2 separate regions of the Bombyx mori genome follow, and region 1 is linked to region 2. The links are chromatin contacts, called in public Hi-C maps. All regions are on one chromosome and are shown on one strand. Each heading gives the region's core, a stretch centred on a gene start, on an enhancer-like site or on the middle of the called end of the contact. The rest is flanking DNA. Distances are from core to core; before and after follow the strand shown. Region 1 holds the start of LOC101744411 (dynamin-1-like protein). Region 2 holds the start of LOC693083 (glycosyl-phosphatidyl-inositol-anchored protein).

Region 1 (5,467 bases), core at 395-2,894, 170 kb after region 2:
CCACACACTCTCAAATAATAGGACGTAGAACACTTTGTCAACTCAAAACAAGACCTTTATTGCTTTCTTTTAAATGTTTGGTTCTCGTGTTATGAGATTACCGAATACATTCACATATCCTATACCTAATAGGATGATAGATATGCTACACTTGCCCTACAAATAATCTGCATGTATTGAAGCTGTGAATAAGCAGGATGGATGTGAATAAGTGGCATGCAAGTCACCCATATTGGTCTAACTATTGCTGCTGAGTGAACATGGATCACAAATTGATTAAAATTTCTTATAAACATTTGAGGTAATGTGTTTGAACAGGGAATACTACACAAAAAAATTATATAATAAAGACTATTTGAGTCATTTTTTTTACTTTTGAAATTTGGAGTAATTATTAATTGCTTTGATATATGAATCTTTACAAATGATAACTGACAATGAAGATTTCTAGTTCAAGTATTCTTATCCTATTGAAAACAATATGAATAATTATAACGCAATAATATACAAATTAGTTGTGTTGACTGTTAATATGATTGTTAAGTTAATTTATGGCTCAATTTAGGTAATAATTTTAATCATAGTGATAGGTTCAAATGATGTATGAGCTGTTATTAAGCATTAACTGAGATGTCACTAACCTTCTTCAGCTGAGCGATGCTCTTTGCCTTCTTTTGGACTGTAGACTAACTGGAGAATGAGAGGACGCCGAGTGACTATCCCAGGACCCCGAGGCAGAAATGAGCGACCTACCAGGCTTTCTATCACTGAACTTTTACCAGAGCTCTAAAAATGCATAATTATTTTAAAAAAAAATTAAAGTAAGAAGAATTTACACCCATACTGAACAGATAATTTTTTATATCATTTTTTCTTATGATTAAAACTACGTTTCATGTTGCGTTTATTTATTGGCAATTTGCGACGGGCGACGGTCGTTCTTGTGGACAGTTTTTTAGTTTTTGTGGTTATTCTACAAGAACTGTAAAATACTCATTTCGTAATAGTTATCAAACTATCTAACTTTTTTTTCATAATAAAGAGTAGGTTTGCCATTCGATAAAACTAATAATTTGCTTTAGATTCGATCGAAGTCCATTTTTCCAAAGCAGAATAGGGTTCTTGTTGCAATTTATGTCTATTAAGACGTAAGCCATTCTTGCGTAGGTACATATTATTTCAATTCAATGAAACTGTACTACGGTCTTGGTCAATGACAACGTAGTTTAATTTGAATGAGGACAAAGAACTCTACTGACGTTTTTACATAACCACGACGATCTGTATGGCCTTTTATACCTTGTTAATAACAATGCTCAAAAATATAATAGTCTTGCTGAAATTCTAAAAGAATACTGGCCCAAATTTACCTGGGTTCCTAAAACAGCTATTTGGGGTAATTGAATGGCATCAGCTCCAACTGTATTGAACACATCTTGTAGTTTATTAATAACTGGTATAAGAGCTTCCATTATTTAAAAATATATAGGCACTTTTACAAATGCCTAAATCTAAGAGACACGTTGGTTTATCTGTTACGAAACGATAATTTTTTTATCAAAATTCAAAACAGACAGAAGACAGGCCAACCGGTAAAAGTCAGCCATATTGATTTTGTTAAAAATGAGGGATGCCTATTTGAAAACGATTTATTGAAGAATCGATTTTTTAAATAAGTTCGATTTTCTTTCAATTTACCAAAGAGTCGATTTCAGATAGGAGAAACAAATAAAAGACAATAATTTTGAAATTATTTTTTTGCTTTTTATTTGTTCATAATAAATAAATGTATTGCTTATTCAATAATTTATAATTGACTGATATTCAAATTTGTACTAAAGCCAACTAGGAACTGTCTGTTATGCTCTTAACCAATATGAGCCCAGTGGAATTCTCATGTTAAAGGAAAGTAGCAACAGTTCACACATATTTATTTAAAAATAGAAGAGCCAACATTAAAAAACACATTTCAAACGTGGCAAAGTAAAAATAATCATGCCAGTATTTTGTGAAAATTATTAAAATTTAAATAGATCTAAATCTAAGTTTAAAGATTCAATTATTGTATTTTTATAGCGTTGATGGTTGGACGAGCTCATGGCGCACCTGATATTAAGTGGTAACCGAAGCCCATAGACATTTACATCGTAAATGCCGCCACTCACTTCGAGACATGAATTCTAAGGTCTCCGTTTTTACAGTGCAACGGCTGCCCCACACTTCAAATCGAAATGCATTACTGCTTCACGGCAGAAAAAGGTGAGATGGTGGTGCTTACCTGTGCGGTCTCACTAGATGTCCTACCACTAGTAAATTCTCACTAAAAATGTGTGGAGGTATACGAGAAAGGGAAGATCTTCCACCAAGCGGGTGATATTGCTCGGTAGACCGACGGTCCCAAAATTTATATTTCGGAATTTGTATATAAGCAAGATAATCTTGAAAATATGGTAAGCGAGATTGAGGCATCTGTCGAATATTTTGTGTTCTGTGATGGCAACCACCACAAATGTGATCGAGAATTTAAGATTTGATTTGTCTGAGCTGATTTTTAAGTAGAAAAAATGGGTTGCCTGTAAAGTTGGCTTGCGGAAGATAGTTTTACGTGATTAGTACGTCATAAGAAACACTGATGAAAAATTGTATACTTTAATTAATTGAATTGAATTAATATCACTGAGTTATAATTTTTTATAAGGAATTAATTGAAAATTATTATTTTTTTCAATAAATTAACACTTGTGTCGATCGTACCTTTCTAACGGTAGTTTCGTTCTCTCGCTTGCACGTTCAGGCTCAGGCGGAACGTGTTACTTTTTCGTGTGTGCAGCCCGTTTTTATTGATTTATAAGACGTTATCACGTCAAAATAACATACAAGTTGATCATTAACATGACACAATAATATTTCAGGAACGCCGTGACATCTCTTTCATCAATGTAGGTTCAACGAGAGCATTTTATGGTAGGTAGCTGATTAGGTAGATGATGTTTCTACGACAGGCAGTGTCCGCGGGCGTCAGACCACTTTCCATCAAGTGGATTGTCTAATTAATCGCTTGTTAATACAAAAAGACACTAACACTAACTACATAGCCTTTTACATAGAAAACCTATTTTTTCTGTAAAGATAAATTCATGAAATTAACTGAAATTGAACTGAATAGGAGGAAATCAAGTTTTTTATTTATTAATTAATATTTTTAGCATGTGCTTCACTTATTGTAATTTATATTATGGTTGATTCCAATCGAAACAATAGCTTAGTGAAACTCGATTTTATAGTTTCTGAAAACGATTCACTGGGTCAACTGCTTGTTTACTATCGATTTTTTTTAAATTAGTTCTTCGAAAAGTAGATTTCAGACCACAGTCAAAAGAACTCTTAAATATTAAATGTGTATCTATGCTAAAAACTAGGTATAACACAATCAAAGACTTGACCTAAAGGTCTTAGTTACCAGGTCATAAAATCCCTTAAAAAATTATCACACTCATAATGACGTCCTACCGACTTAACTACTTATTGGTATAGAAATAAATACATAAATAAACACTAAATAGGGGAAACTGTGACCGAAAAAGTGTTTGGTGTATATTTTGATGTTTACTTTAATTTAATATAAAATGATTTAAATGCAATAACAAAGATTAAAGTGAAGCATCAAGTAATAATTACTAATAATTAACCAAAACTCTTGTTGTTTATCAGCTGAAAATATATCTAACGTGCCAAAATGTTTCGACCAGAAGTAAAGATCCTCAATTTACATAATGTATGATTATTGAAATAATTAAATTTTCTGACAGCCTCTTAACTTACAGGAAACAAATGTTGATGCCGGTCGTCATACGTCTAATTCGCAGTCCATTGAATTTGGTCCTTGGCATATTTCGTATGATGTCAGCCGTATACTACCCAGTATGTGTGCCACTAAGGTGGTTTGCGAGAGAGATGACGACCAATTTTGTCAGTTCTGCACGTAAGTAATAAGTAATCGTTAAATTGATTGAACTGAAATATAGAAACCGAATTGCAATGTTTGTATGAGTTTTCGTTGTTTCAATTATGGTTTTCGGTTTTACATTTGCTTATTAACGTATGTCCACTAATTATGAGTACAAAATGACAAACCTAGTTTAAAGGAGTAAACGGAGTGTGTAGGTGTCAACATAAATACTCACTGCCCTTGACATATAAGGTCAGTCTCATTTGCATTGTAAAAACAGTTATTCTATTGTACATGAGAATCAGACTAACCCATAACTGGCCCATAACAAAAAATTGCAATCATTGTACTGGCATCTATAGAAAAATTATCAATATTTCCCTCACCACTGTTAAGAGAATGTGCGATGTCCAATCTGATCTCTATTCATGTTACTGTTACCTGATGTTATAGTCATATGTATCAGATAGTTCGGATGTTCTCAAACACCATTCAATTTGAACCGAGTTGTACTTATTGTAATAGGTGGCTCACTAGCTGGGAATGCTCACATTACTTAAAAGTAAAATTAATATGTTCATAGTTGATTTATCAATTCCAGTTACTCTAAAGAGCTGAAGATTCCACATTTCCCTGATATGGTATTTCCAAAAAACAGATTAACATTAGCACATAAAAGCGGTGCTAGTATAAACTTTAATCCTCTGGATGCTCTTAAAAGGGTGGCTAGCACAGTGGAGCCAGTTGAAGTGTCCTGTTCTGAAGTGTGGATGCAAGCACGGTAATGAAACCTATTTAATCTGTGGGCTTAACTTTATTAATTGATGTCATATTTACTAAAATTGGATTTAGTGAAAAATACAATCTAATATAAGTTCTAAAAATTATTTGTTAATAAACTCAAGATATTATTATTCAAAGATTTATGGGTATATTGAGTAGATGTAAGAAGGGATACCTTTTATTGCTATTGTAAGATATAGCTAAAAATAAAAAAAGGTAAAAACAACGGACTTATACAAAAGTGACACCTACATTACCCATAGACATTTATTAGAACCTTACCTATTTTTATTTAAACAAAATATTCTTACAGTTGTTACAACATTATTTTTATTGTTGATAAGATACTGTTTTGGCAAATCATTGTAGTGCCCTCTTGCATCCAATTGGTTTAATAAGAGACTGAGAAACAAGCGTTTCAATGTTTGAAGTCATCGTGGCCTAAAGGATAAGACATCCGATGCATTCATATCTAGTGATGCACCAGTGTTCCTATCCCGCTGGAACGTACCAATTTATCTAATGAAATACGTACTTAACAAATGCTCTCAATTAACTATCGTGGTGAAGGAATAACATCGTGTAATAAAAAAAAAACCCGCCAAATTATAATTTGTGTAATTACTGGTGGTAGTACCTCTTGTAAGTCCGCACGGGTAAGTACCACCACTCTGCCTATTTCTGTCGTAAAGCAGTAATGCGTTTTGGTTTGAAGGGTGGGGCAGCCGTTGTAAC
Region 2 (5,277 bases), core at 95-2,594:
TTCTGAATCAAACATCTCAACTATGCCTGTATGTATTTTATTTTATGTAATATACATAAAAATAAGCAGTAATATTTCAGATTGTGTATTCATAGTGCATAACTTAATTGTCTAAATAATTTTAAACAAAAAATTTGTTATCATGTTGTAGAGATACAGTGTTATAAGGTTACCTGTATTCTTTAACCATTTGTATTTGACTATATTATACTAGATATAGGTTAAGTATAGGTATACATAGTTTTGTTGAATAATTTAACTATAAAATTAACAGGTACCACCAATATTATTGCACTTTGGGTATTCATGAAAGGTATTAACATAATAGGAGTGAACAACTGGATTTATTAAGAATAAGTTACTTAAAATTTTCAGTAATAAATCATCTTTAGCACAACAAAATGAAAAATAATCTTTAGCACAACAAAATGAAAAATACCAAACTAAAGTAATCAAACATTATTTATTGAAAATTCTCTAAAGAAATTTTGGTTTGAATTAAGCTGGACGTATAATTTATTGTTTGGAAGTGATTTTTGCAAATAAAAAAATAAGAAAAGAGAAGTAATAAAACAGACAATATAATATCACAATTTATAGGTGATTTATTATATTAATGTAGTTTGCTGTCATAGCAATAGAAGTCTAGCAATTCTATCCATATCTCATCTACAAAACAGTTTGTCACAGGGCCTAACCTGTAAATTCACTATGGACTCGTTTTAACAACAAAAGATACTACACAAGCTAGAACATATAAACACTAAAATACTTTAGTCCTAAATTAAATTTTTTTTAATAGCAAAGCTAATGTTTTCGCTTTAACATAACTAATTACATTTACTAAAAGAACTACTGAAATAAATATAGAGACAATAAAAAAATTACTCCCAAAAATAACAGGGCGTCATGGTTCTCATCGTCAACTTTGCGAAGCACATGTGTAAAATGGCGTCAAGAGAGTATTTGAATGAATTTAGCAAACAATTAAGGAATAAGCTTATGGAACGAATTTAAATAAAGGTCAAAACACGAAATTAAGGCAAGTTTTAAGAACGATTGAACACTCGACTAACACCGGAACATTAAACATTTTGTTGATATCGTTTACATTGTATTTACTTACCTTGCGTTTTTCCAAATTACGAATTTTATGCTCAATAATCGTCATAATTTGTCGAATTGGTGTATCCTTATCCTCCGAAGAGGCCGGCTTTTCAGATTTTGCATTAGCAGCTGAAGGCATCCTTCACAGGCAACAACTTTTCTTGGATTGCGTCGTGGGTTAGAAGATAGAGATAGAAATTTCTATCTGTCACTCCCAGCAAAAGGACGCAAGTCGTAAGTTTTTTGGAATTTTGCTATATGGCAATACCTACTTTAACCATTCAGCTCAGGATCGTTGAGGTTTTTTGTTTTGATTATTTCGTAAGGCAAAAAAACAATACACCAGTTTGATGTCTTGTTATTTCGGTTTAATAATGAACACACACACGAAATGCGTGTGTCGTTTGTTTAAGAGGGAAAGAGAGAGAAAACGCAAGGAGTAAATTGGTGTGAATTTTTTGGTTTTGTACATTTAGTATTTCCTCAGGGTTAAAAGTCTATTAATGATACCTGTTTAGCATGTGAAAGTGCGCAAGTCAGGCAGAAGTCGGTAGACATGGCTTCTCAAGTACTAGAAAGCCCAGTCAAGTCTCAGCATATTCTTACTATATTACTGTGACATTATTTCTAATCTTCTTAACTCGTTTCTTCTTCTTGTTTTTTAAAGTACTTATGAATTAAGTGTTTATAAAGGTAACAATAGCATCGCAAGAAGAGTCAAAATATTGAAAAAAATAAGAAGTGATTATAATTCCAATATTCCGACTTTTTTATTTAGATCGTTTTTTTCTGTTATTCTCCGAAGAACAAAAATAGCTTCGTACTATTATAGTTACTAATAATTAGGAGGAAATAGATTAAAATTGAAATTAACAACGGCTACTTTTATTTTACACACCACATATTAATTGAATTGCATTAAATCTCATTTTATGCAGACGTTAAAACTAGTACATATTATTAAAACTAAATTTTGTTAATGGTGTTTTGTTTGTTTTACCTATACCTATGCCTAATTTATTATATGGTTGTTTTGTATTGCTGGTTTCCAAATCAATAATGAAATAAATATGTACATGAGTATTTAATTAAAAAGGTCTTAGATAAAGGTTCTTGTTCTTCTCTTTTTTAATATGCCATAGTATGCCAATTGGTTTCTTTCAATGCCATTATTGCCAGCATTATGTCTAAATTCAATATATTAAATGTTTTAAATATTACAAGTAGAACATTTCCCTTCCTTTGAAATATTTGGGCCTATTTGGCGGGAGCGCGAACTGTGTGAATTGTTTTATTTTGTTACTTTAGCATTTCTTCAGGCTTCAACGTGTAACAAATGTAACTGTTTAACATTTGTGAAAATGCACAAATGTGAAAAAATTAAACAAATTCGCGTTCGTAGCTTCTCGGTTCTTACAAAAAGTTAATTAAAAAATCTCATTAAAATAGACTTGGTTTAAAGCTGCAGTTACCAAGCCATAAAATCATTTAAAAAAACAAATTGTTATATTTGTAATCTATGAAGGACTTTTTGGCGGGAACGCGAGGTGTCAAGCTGTGCGATTTGTTCTATTTTGTCTATTTAGTGTTTCTTCAGCTTTAAATGTGTAATAACGGTGGTTTCTTAACTGTTTAGTATCTCTGAAAGTGCACAAATGTGGGAAAATGAAACAAAGCCGTTGGAAGTAACTTCTCGAGATCCTCCAAAAAGTCCACTGAAAAAATTTCAGTAAATGACCACCATTTTACTGAGATTACATTTCATCCCATATCATCTTATCTCATTTCATTTAATTTCATCCCAGTTGATTAATGTCTCGGGTTAATTATCTTCATTTCATTTCATCCCATTTCATTTCACTCCATATTATCATTTTTCATGAAAATAAGAATTTAAATTAAAATAAGACATGACTTAAAGGTCTTAGTTACCAAATCATAAAATACCCTAAAAAAAATATCACTGTATTCGGGCAAGGTTATGAGTTTAAAATACGATTTTTGTTAGGAACTTACTACTACAGAACTGCCTACTTTATAATTTAGTTTGCGAGTAAAGTTCTATTCTATTAGTATCGGTTAGTAGACCCAGATAATAATATTGTTACGCATTCTCACTTCTCTGTCAGTTTTCACTGTTTAGTAGAAAAATAAATAGTGTTTTATTAACTAAAATGTTAAGCTCGATCAGGGTAAGTTTTCGGGAAATGTAATTTACTCTAAACCATACATATTTTTGTTTTGTGTTTATTCAGATAATGAAATTCAATTTCCATACAAATCCACTTTGTTCTACATAATATAACACACAACTGTATACATACAATACAAATGTATTTGTCAATTTTCAGACACCTACGTTGATTCGAGTATTTTTTGGCGGTCAGCGTCTACATACATCAGTAGCACGACTAGAAGGACAGAAAAACGAAAAAAGTAAGCATCCAATAAACATGAAAGTTTTTAGTTTTTTAGGTTACTTGTTGATATTCGCAGACCAAATACATTCAATCAAGATATGCTTAACCGTATTAAAGTAATATACGCTCTTCCCTATAGGTGAATTGTATGTAATCGTTCCGCGGTATCGGTTCGTGAATACGTTAACAATAATTAAAATCACTTTATGCACTTAAATACACATTCACACACATAATGGTTGGCAGTGACTTGGCTGTGCCGCTAGCAATGCTGACGTCCGTGAGCGACGGTAACCACTTACGATCAAATGGGCCGTATGCTCGTCTGCCTGCAAAGGCAATAAATACATGTTGAAGTTTTTACGGCCTAAAGATAAGTCGCCCAATGCATTCATATCTAGAATTGTAGCCGTGTAGATGTTGGAATCAATTGTTCTGATGAAATACTGTCTGAATAAATGTTAATGAATGACTTCCACGGTGAAGGAATAACATTGTGTAATTAAAATCAAAGTTGCTAAAATTATGGTTTGAGTTATACTGGTGGTAGGGCATCTTGTGAACCTAGTTATTGTCTATGGGATCTGGTGACCACTTTACTGTAGGTGAGCCGTGAGCTCGTCCACCCATCTAAGAAACAAAAAAAGTGTTACAACAAATCAAATAAAATAAAAACTTGATGTAGATGATTGAGTGTTAATAAATTAGGTTGACAACTATTTCTCATGTTTATAAATGGAATATATATGCATTACAGCCATCAATCAAGTGACACTTTTGGGAAGAGTTGGTGCAGATCCTCAAAAACGTGGTTCTGAAGAACATCCTGTAATAAATTTTCCTCTTGCAACACATTACAGCTACAAATATGAATCTGGTGATATACTGCAAAGAACAGATTGGCATAGAGTGAGTATATTCAAACCTGGGTTACGAGACACTGTCTATAAATATTTAAAGAAAGGTCAAAGAATTTATGTAACTGGAAAATTATCTTATGGAGAAGTAAAATTGGATGACGGGCAAGTGAGAACAGCCTCAACTGTTATTGCTGATGATGTTATATTTTTTCAAAGCACACCTTATGAATCTGAACAATAAAGGCCATAATATCATTTGCAATGAAATGTCATTGCAAGAGATTTGCAAAACAAGCATTTAGTGATTAATAAGTGTTGAAGTTATATTTTGTACAAACCAAAAACCCATCAGTAACCATTCAATTAAATTGAATTTAGTCTTATAAAATGACTTTTAATTTGAGTTACCAAACATTATCATATTATTATGGTGTATCAGTGAACAGTTTCTTGCATTTATAATTTGTCTATTAAATGTTTATGCTATGGTTAATTAAAGGAACATAGGAATTATTTTATCGACATAGAAGTTACGCATCTTGATTTGAAGGCTTGACACTGCTGTTACACTACACGATTGAGATTTAAATGTCATCTATCAAGCTGCCTAGCAGTATTTACCTTGTATTGACAACTTACAGTTATTCATCAACCCATTAACTAGTGGGCCAAGAGCTCATTTATCTCATCTGTGTAATAAAACCATTATTTGCTGTTTACAGCCACAGTGAGCTTTTTTTAAGTCATCAGTCTTTTAGTCCATTATTAGGTTTGAATTGTGTACATGCTCTAAGTCCATTTTCACATAAAATACAAATTTTTTTTTAGCTAAACTATGTTAAACTCATAGTTTGGAGTATGTCTGTTACATGCCAAAAAAATAATTACAT

Evidence for each region. A called contact is a pair of places that touch in the nucleus more often than the background predicts.
Region 1: a Hi-C map of posterior silk gland shows a contact between it and region 2, with 2.1 times the contacts expected there. The contact joins the promoter of LOC101744411 here to the promoter of LOC693083 in region 2. A contact is called at or near these places in 3 of 7 Hi-C or Micro-C datasets (middle silk gland, posterior silk gland and whole pupa).

What each region holds. Positions count from the first base shown.
Region 1 is chr13:10,605,630-10,611,096 of ASM3026992v2, forward strand. It overlaps LOC101744411 (dynamin-1-like protein), which reads right to left and starts at 1,645. Exons shown (of 14, transcript XM_038015160.2): 1 at 1,371-1,645; 2 at 642-786. The coding sequence starts at 1,472. It overlaps LOC101744267 (TIP41-like protein), which reads left to right and starts at 3,348. Exons shown (of 6, transcript XM_038015018.2): 1 at 3,348-3,751; 2 at 3,825-3,982; 3 at 4,551-4,730. The coding sequence starts at 3,737.
Region 2 is chr13:10,438,326-10,443,602 of ASM3026992v2, forward strand. It overlaps LOC693083 (glycosyl-phosphatidyl-inositol-anchored protein), which reads right to left and starts at 1,345. Exons shown (of 4, transcript NM_001046836.1): 1 at 1,127-1,345. The coding sequence starts at 1,246. LOC732919 (mitochondrial single-stranded DNA-binding protein) reads left to right here and starts at 3,163. Exons shown (of 3, transcript NM_001046919.1): 1 at 3,163-3,299; 2 at 3,459-3,543; 3 at 4,285-4,692. The coding sequence starts at 3,282. The coding sequence ends at 4,628.